Linked DNA regions of Gasterosteus aculeatus: region 2 is linked to region 1. The links are chromatin contacts, called in public Hi-C maps. All regions are on one chromosome and are shown on one strand. The core of a region is the stretch at or near the end of the contact, and the rest is flanking DNA. Distances in the headings are between cores, read along the strand shown. Region 1 has its middle 35 kb from the start of LOC120810582. Region 2 holds the start of LOC120810671 (eukaryotic translation initiation factor 3 subunit H).

Region 1 (4,584 bases), core at 1,171-3,670:
TAACCCTCTTACAGCCTCCAAGGTGAGCTGCAAGGACTTTTGCACATTCTCTGAGGATGTTCTCATTTACTTTATCTTTTATGCTGCATTTAAGTAAGTTGCCTTCAGGATTGGTCGTTGATTCTTAATATGAAATGTAGGATATTAGAAATAAACTAACGACCCGGTTCATAAAATTAATAAAATGCATATAGTGTACACCAGAATACAGCCATGATTCTGAAACTGTGTAATCAATAAAGTAATGACAATATTGTAAAACCACTATAATTATGCAACTGTAATAGAATAATACCAATGCAGTTATGATTGTATTTGATGTGATGTAATCAACTGGAATGCATGCATGTAATACTTGAACAACAACTGATATTGACTAAGGATCATTCGAAATCCGAGTTAATGAACTCACCAGAAGACCACTCCCAGAGGTGTGGACACTGACTTTCACACCTTTAAGCATTGTTATAAATACCTGTAGGAACCATTGTTCTCGAGTTCACTGGTGGAGGCGACAGACGGGCACTAGGGATGGTCAAAAGCACTGACCTGGGGCCGGTTGGTTGCTGAGACCAGCGGCTCCTCAGCTGAGATGTTCTTTTTACCACAACGCCATCTCTTTTATTAAATACATTTAATTTTAACCTTTTGATCTGCGATGACTTCTGTCCGTCCGGCGTTTCTTCATTTTTGAACACAGCAGAAAGCTTGGAGGACAATGTTTTGGGTCATGAAATACACAAAATGTTAATTTAATGCAGAAAGATTATGACTGAATTTCTTGAATTCCAATACATTCCAACCTTCCAACAGTAGAAAAAAAAACCAATTCACACAAGAAACTTACTGGGATCAAACAAGGATACATTTTCAACGCAGACGGGCTATAATTGCTGGGACTTAACTACATCTGCCAGCAAATTTTACTTAAAGGTGGATTTATTTACAGACTTGATGTTAAAAAGCTTCTGAAACACCAGTGAGATCTTATTAGAACCACATCAGTGCGCCCCATCTCTTTTTCCAATCTCAGTTCTCTTTGGAAGACAATTCTAGACACAATAAACCCGCTTTTTGATGTGAGAATCACAGGCATTTCATCTCCCCATGCTACTGCAATTGCACCGTTACCAGCAAAAGTTATTTTCTCCTTCAACTCTAAACTATTTCTGTTCAATATAACATCCAATTAACTGTCTCTCTCTCTCTCTGTAGGCGGGTGAGGTTCTATTGTGCAGTCCTGTAGCCGTCTGCATTGTTGGCTTTCTAGCTCTAACGCTGACTAAGCGAAGTTCATTAGAGGATTTCATTGCACTGGTTGCGAGGAGAGCCGTGTAGCAAAAGGGGATCTGATTCATAGCGAGTCCGTCCGTTGGGAGGAGAGGAGGTGCACAAGGACGGTGGGACAGCGACCTGGGGGCTGTTCACAGCGAGCGGGCCAGCAGGGAACCGGCTATTAACTGGCAGGTGGGTGTGTGGCTGAGCACTGACCCCCCTTATCAGGCAACAGCACTGAGCTGCCGGCCGCAGACTACCACGGCACTAATCGCCAGCCGTCTGGCAGTAAAAGAATAGGCTAAAGCCCGGGCTGGATTCACTCAACCCGCCAAATGACAGCCTGGTGGAGAGGAAATAGCTGCTTTCAGATCAGTAACACTCATATCAGTCGATAGACACTATGGGTTTTCACCTGCAACGTGGGGATTTTATACTGCACAATAAAACCTCCCATCAATCGCCGGGCTCAAGATAGGGGCATGTGTTGACCGTAGGCAAACATCTGGACTGAGGAAAAACCAATCATAACCTACTACGGTGCTCGGTGACAGCAGAGGTGGAATATCTCAGCCAGCTGTCAAATTCAATGATTCTGTCAAATGAGGTGAAAACAAACAAGAAATCAGGTTTGTAGAAGATTGGGGGGAAATTAAATGTGCTAATCATACAAAATATTGCTGACAATAGCAGCTGCCTGAGCCTGGATGTAATGTTTTCACTAAGAAAGACATAATTATAGCATATATTTATGGATCATTTTGTAAACAAGGATCTGTCATCGGTACTGATGCTTCTTCTGTGAGAGGCACCCTGAAGGGCTTTCCTCCATCGACCTGCTTGCTGCCCAAATTGGTGAAGTTGTTTGTTTTTTCTGTTTTCTGTTTTTCCGAAGATAACACACAAAACAGAGGACAAATACTGCATATTTTAATCTCTGAAACTTGCTCGTATGGCGGCTTAATTACGCATCCAGCAATTAGTGTGACATCGTCATTCATTTTGATTAATGACAACTTTTGGACTCTTTAGCTGGTCCTTAGATTTTTTCGGATATTTTGATTATGTCCGACTGAACAGACTGACCAGATAATAAATCTCGTCAGTCTTTATTGAGACCAAGATGTCTTTCCTTTTTATTTGCATTAAGAGTGATTGATGCATGATACGTTAGCACGGGTGCAATTGCTGAAGGACACATATCAAAAGGTGATATGGAGCGGCTAATTCTCTGCATCTAACCTGCTCTCTGCAGTGTCTCCTTCTGTAAATATACATTTTCCCTTTCGACTAGCTGGAGAAAAATGGTATCAAAGCCTAAATATAGGACTATATATACATATAATAGATATGACTACAAGCTTTTAACAGATATCCTCTATCCATCACTGTACCAGTTATCTAGGTGTAGGTCATGATCAGTCGTCCCAAAGATCCCACGTTATGCAACTGCAAAGAAGATGTGAATAATGGTTCCCGTGCACTGGGGCAAATTAACCGCACTGCCGGATGTGAAGAGCGTGTGGGCCTTTTACACTACAGCAAGGTGTCCAGTCGCAGAGAGCCTGACACATTGGATACGGCTCCTTTTTGTGCACGTTCCATGTCAAATCAACCATGTGCAGCGAAACCAATTTGCCCTAACTGGGTTTAGACTGGGATTCAGGAATTTTGCTGCACTATATACGAATCAGTTACCGCACCAAATGCAGTGAGACAAGCAAAGCCCAAACTGCAGCCCTAGACAATGTTGAGGGATCCCGGGGTGAGAAAATATGCAAGGAACGAGCATTTTCAACCGTGAAAATTGGGTGAAATTTATTCCAGCCAAGCCCAAGGTCTGTGATATGGAAAATGCTGACACTTAAGGAAAATTTACAACTGCTTGGCCTTGGCCTCGTGCTGCTCTGGCAGAGGGTTGGGAGAGTATCAACCTGATTTTCTCTAAATCACTTACCTGCAGGCAATCATGCCCTTACCTTGTTACGGCTGCCATAAACTTACTCTCAAGCACACTTTCGCAATAACATTTCGGCTGTTGCACCGTATAGGTGTAGCATCGCCCTGCAGATGGCCGGGGAGAAATTGAATTAAAGCATTGTAGAAAATCCTGGATGTTCACCGCTGGCTTTTTCTATTGATGTGCATGTGATCAACTCTTGGTGTCAGTGTCCCACCGTGACATTCAGTTAGGAATGTGTGTATATGTGTTCGATTTACACAGCACTTGTCATGCACTGGCTTATGTGTGGTCCAGGTCACAGGTGGAGGCAGCAGATTGTTGAGCCAAAATAATGTGATTGAATGTCAGCGGCTGACGGCTTCCCTCAGAGGAAATAAATGGACACCAAATAAGAAGGTTCGGGGCTCGGTCATCAACATTTGCGATAATCAAAAGGCTTGTGGAAAGAAATAATGGTGGCAAAGGAGAAGGGAAAATATCGTTTAAATGTGTCATCCTCTGGGAGACAATGAGCAGTTCATCCTGCGAACAGGTCAGCGGCAGCTGCTGTGTGACAGTCTGCACTTGCCTGAACAATTTGAAACAAATATAGAGAAACGCTTGAGAATGCAGATGTTGCGTTGTCATTTTGCTTCAGAAAAACGAGACACATCCGCTGAGACTGTTCATGTGGCTCGGAAGGCGCAAATTGGTGTGATGGGAGTAAAAATAGATAATAAGCCGAGAGAAACAAAAGGAAATCAGGAATGAAAGACGGAGCATTGAGAAATGTTCCCAGTATGTACAATGAATAATTGATTACTAGCATGGAACCCATTTCACCGTGCACGGCAACACCACACATGACATAGCAGTTGTATAAGCTCTCTGAATAAAGCTTCATCATTGACAGTTCCCTCTTTAAATGGTGAAATCAGGAATATGAACAACGCTGCGCCTTGACCTTCAAACTAATTACATCTACTGCGAAATACGTTGTCAGACTGACGTAGAAGCATCAAGTGAACTCAGAACACCCCAGAAGAGTCCTTTCAGGTTCCACTCTACCCGGGAACATGAAACCTTCTGGTTCACGACCAAACAATTAAGCTGGGAGACGAATCTTTTATATTTTATGGGTTAAGGCGCATCGTGTATCTCAGTGCCAGAGTGAAAAGCAGGCAGTGGTCAAAGCTTTGTGCCCCCCTGCAGATAGAAGAAAAATAAGGGAAGTTTCAAAGTCCAAGACAAGGTAAAAGGGACGGAGGCAAGTTGAAGTAGAAAACAAAGAAAAACATTAATAATTACAAAGTAAAAGGATGTTCAGTACATTTTTATTAGGTGCTGGTCTTCCGTGAGAATGACTG
Region 2 (4,102 bases), core at 1,568-4,067, 51 kb after region 1:
CATCCATTTAAGGTTACAGCAACACATGTTTCAGAGTAGAATGCTCATCGCCTGATGACGGGTCGTCCCGTCTGCCGCCATCGGGCCGGTTCAACCGACAAGAGCAACGGCAGTAAAACAAAAGAAGAGGCCACCTGGATGTCTTGTTGTACGTTGCGTTGCCAGTGAGAACGAGAGGAGCAGTACGAGACTCAACAGGACGCGTTTCTGTGGGAGCGCAGAGAATCCGTCGTCTATTTAGGCACCGCAGGCAGCAGGAATGGTACCAAAACATTGCTCACACTAATTGCAGTCGTATTAGAGCTCAGGGTACCATTTCGTCGGGCCACGTCAGAATTGTTGTGGGAAGCAGTCCGAGACTAACGGCAGCCGCCCTGTCAACAACCAACCAGAGGCGTTACTGCAACGCGGGGAAGGAAACAAATGAGAGTGCAGAGAGTTTGAACGACAGCGCTTGCTCACAGGTGTTCCGTGAAGATAAAAATAAGAATTCAAAATCTTGCTTGTGCTACTCATTAACCGCTACTCAATTTCATTCGCAGCAATCATTACTTGAGCAACGTTAACTGTTCTCGCATGGAACAGTGGCCAGCGGGGAATCAGATTGCCGCTATAATCATTCCTCAATGATGTGTTTGTTTGTTTCATGAAAACCAAGTCGCTCGGCCTGTTGTAGCGTTGTACAATTAGTTCCATGAGGGGTGATGATCAAGGATCAAAACAACCCTCGCTGACAGCAAAACCACCGGGACGATCACATACCAAGTAAATATAAACTGTAGTTTCTGCATCACGAAGCAGCGATAGGAGAAATACAACCAAAGTCAGAAACTCTCCTGAGCAGATGGGAACATGTGGCTCAAACTGGGGTTCCTGATGAGCGCAGGCTGAAGGACCGCAGACAAGTGGAATCGCCTCGAGGGGGGGGGGGGGGGGGGGGGGTACTGTTCTGGCAAAGTGCTGGGGGGCAAATAACAAATCTAAGGGAAACGTCTGACATTGCTAAAAGTATTTTTTTACGCAACTAATTTCTTACACATCTTCAGCCATTTTTCGTCACTCCAGAGCCTTCAAACCCCAATGTGAAAATGCTGCAAAAAAGGTGGTTTCATAATTCGTGGCGTGTGAATAAGACTCGGCACTCCCGTGCTCCCGTGGCAACAGCAAACCTCTTCAAAAAGTGAGGAGGCAATTCGGTTCCCGACAGCGGTGTCAACACCATCAGTGGGCGACCCTCCAGCAGCACCGGTGACAGACGGGTGTCTGCGCACTCAGGTAAACTCCACCCGAAACTGACCCCTTTCCTTCAAACCGTCCCAACCCAAATGGTCACACACACAGGTTTTCTATTTCAAAGCCAGCCGCGAGTGGAAAGAATGGTTTGGTTGATAAGGCTGAGAAAGCTCATTAAGGAGTCTAAATAATACACATTGAGGTGAAATATTTAGATCTGAAATTGGGGCCTGAGACTCCAGGGCGATGTTAATGAGCAGAGTAAAACGGAAGGCGGCAGCTGGCACGTCCAAGCCCTGCAAATGTGTGCAGGCACACGAAGCAAATGAGCCGCTTGGTCCAGGGCGGCGTTGGGCGAGAGGGTGGAGAACACCAGAAGCGGCCGGTGAAGCAAGTTTGTCCTCTGCTGCTTGTACTGAGGTACTGCAGAACACGAAATAAATACTAAAAAACGTTTGGGTCAGATGAAATTAAACACTATCTACTTAGAGAGCAACAGCACACAATCGACAAGGGTTTTAAAAGACCCAAGATTTGAAAATGGTGTAAACAAATTCCAAAACTATGCTATAAGAGGGCCTCTATACCCAGCATGGTTCATTATTATTATTATTATTATTATATCACATTAATGAAGATCAGCAGGGAGTAGATGTCACTCCAGACTATTGGATGGGGATCACGTACCTAATTTATGGTTATATTAAGTTACTATAATCAATATTTTTGTTGTTGGACCAGATAAGTCATTCCTAACAACGATAATCAGTCGAAAAGCCCAATTCAAACTCAATAGGTGGCAACAGCACGACTGATCAGTGATCAAATTAAATATTACATCACTACAGTATAAAGGACGTCTAAAAACCTGACCACCATGCTATCGATTCTGACGCCTGAAATTGCTCCTACTTCACATTGTTCGTTTTTTAGACAGAAATCAGACGTATGTGAGAGGGAAGCAAGAATCAGCATCATTAGCCTCTGGTCCTTCCAGACAACGCGCAGGGACAGCCCTCGTTCCACACGTTTAGCATCGGCTAACGATAACGTAAAACGGTTAGCATAGCATTAGCCGTTACACCGGTCAATACAGCGTGTGTTTAATTAACACAACATACAATTCAAGCATCCGCCACGATGACAAAGCACAATACACGTTACAAAACACTCGTTTAGACTTTATCTGACCGCCATGACGATGCTCACACTGTAGCTAGCATGCGCCTCTGCTAGCTAACACTCGCAACCGGTCTCCGGGCCGTCCGGCTCCGGCATCTGATACATCACGCGGGAGGAAGACTTACCAATCCTTCAATCTGGATCTGTTTGACAGGAGAGTCCAACGTGCCGCTGGTAGAAGCGACCGCGGGGGTAACAGCTGGAACAGACTCTTTACGTGAAGCCATCTCTACAGCGCACGCGGAAAGGGGGAGGAAAGAGTTCAGTGACGAACGTTTCCGGTAAAGACGCGTTTGCTTTCCTGTCCGTAGAGAAACAAGGTCTAAATCGAGATGGCCTCTTCAGTTCCAAGCAGTAAATAAGCAGCAGCAATCTCTCCAGTGGTTTGGCGGTGTAATAAGGGTGCTTGGTTTAAAATCCAATTGACATAGCACAACAATAATCATATATATATGTATATATATATATAAAAAAAAATCACAAACACACATACTAAAACATACTGTGTGTATAGTATTCTACTGTAGCGTAACATTTATAACTACTGCCCTTTCCTAAAGTAACACTAAAGTTACCTGTACGGGTAAGTCAATAGGTGAGTTTTTATATTATAAAATTCTCCCCTAATTTGACTTTCATCTTCATATCCTTTCTGAAAACCCATTAATAAAGAGCCCTTAGAATGGATAATTTAATAAGAGCACTATGAATGAGTAACATCCAATTACCAAGTACTTAAAACACTTTATTTCAAATCTTTACAGATGTATCACAACTAGAGGTTACCTGAAGACTAAAAAGGTGGGATACTGAACTTAATTGTAACAAGTACATTACCTAGTTACATAATGCAAAAAGGTAAATAAGCATACAAGTAGGAAGGTACAAAAAAAAAAAAAATCACAAAACTGTATTGTTAAAACTGCTGGAATTATACATCTGAAACGTGATTTTTAATACAGGGTATAAGTCCCCACTGTTTTGACAGAGTCACCATTTTTGTTTATCATAAAAGAACAAGTGCAACAAGGAGAAGATGAGAGGTCACACTTCTGAGCAATAAAACAGTACCTTTCCAGAACATGTACAGTCAATATAGGATTCCTTGTGAAAATACAGGGCTCTTTATCTTAAAATCTGCAATGATTCAGGTGTGAGGGCCAATGGTATGAGACTAGTGAAATAAGCAGACACATTTAATTTATAAAACAAAAGAAAAGCTTACAAATCAGTGACTGAAAAAGGGTTGTTTTATAAATATACTTGTTAAAACATTCGTCCTCCCTGCGTATCAACCAAATGAATACTGCATGATTCCACCGGTAGTACAGTGAAATGAGCTTTTCTTTTTTTAAAGTTTCAAACCCATACCCTCCTACTCCCTCCCCTTACCCAGACAAAAATGGGACAGGGAAACACAAAATAAAAAAGGCAAAAATTTGAGTTGCGTAATTAAAAAAGTATGTTTGTTGCAAGCGAAGTGCTTGTCTGTTCTTCCGATGTCTAAATGAGGTGGAATCTTGGTCCAGCAGTGGCAACGATGTCGCTGTAGGGCTCAGTCTGGGTGACCTCGATGGCTTGCTGCTTCTTGAGCACGAGAAAACTGTAAAACTTGGCAGCTGCCTGCTTCTTGTTGTTGTTCCGGCACAATTCAAGCAGGCTAACAGAGTCTGCGCCGGTCTTTGCC

Evidence for each region. A called contact is a pair of places that touch in the nucleus more often than the background predicts.
Region 2: a Hi-C map of skeletal muscle shows a contact between it and region 1, with 2.0 times the contacts expected there. The contact joins the promoter of LOC120810671 here to the enhancer-like site in region 1. A contact is called at or near these places in 3 of 6 Hi-C or Micro-C datasets (skeletal muscle and whole body).

Annotation. Positions count from the first base shown.
Region 1 is chr20:14,348,526-14,353,109 of fGasAcu3.hap1.1, forward strand. No RefSeq gene overlaps it. Among protein-coding and RNA genes, the nearest start is that of LOC120810582, 35 kb to the left of the region's middle. Within about 2 kb of position 2,421, at least 1 of the 9 cell types and tissues checked has open chromatin away from gene starts, as enhancers often do.
Region 2 is chr20:14,399,498-14,403,599 of fGasAcu3.hap1.1, forward strand. It overlaps LOC120810671 (eukaryotic translation initiation factor 3 subunit H), which reads right to left and starts at 2,818. Exons shown (of 8, transcript XM_040165431.2): 1 at 2,541-2,818. The coding sequence starts at 2,642. LOC120810588 (double-strand-break repair protein rad21 homolog A) reads right to left here. Exons shown (of 14, transcript XM_040165253.2): 14 at 3,140-4,102. The coding sequence ends at 3,919.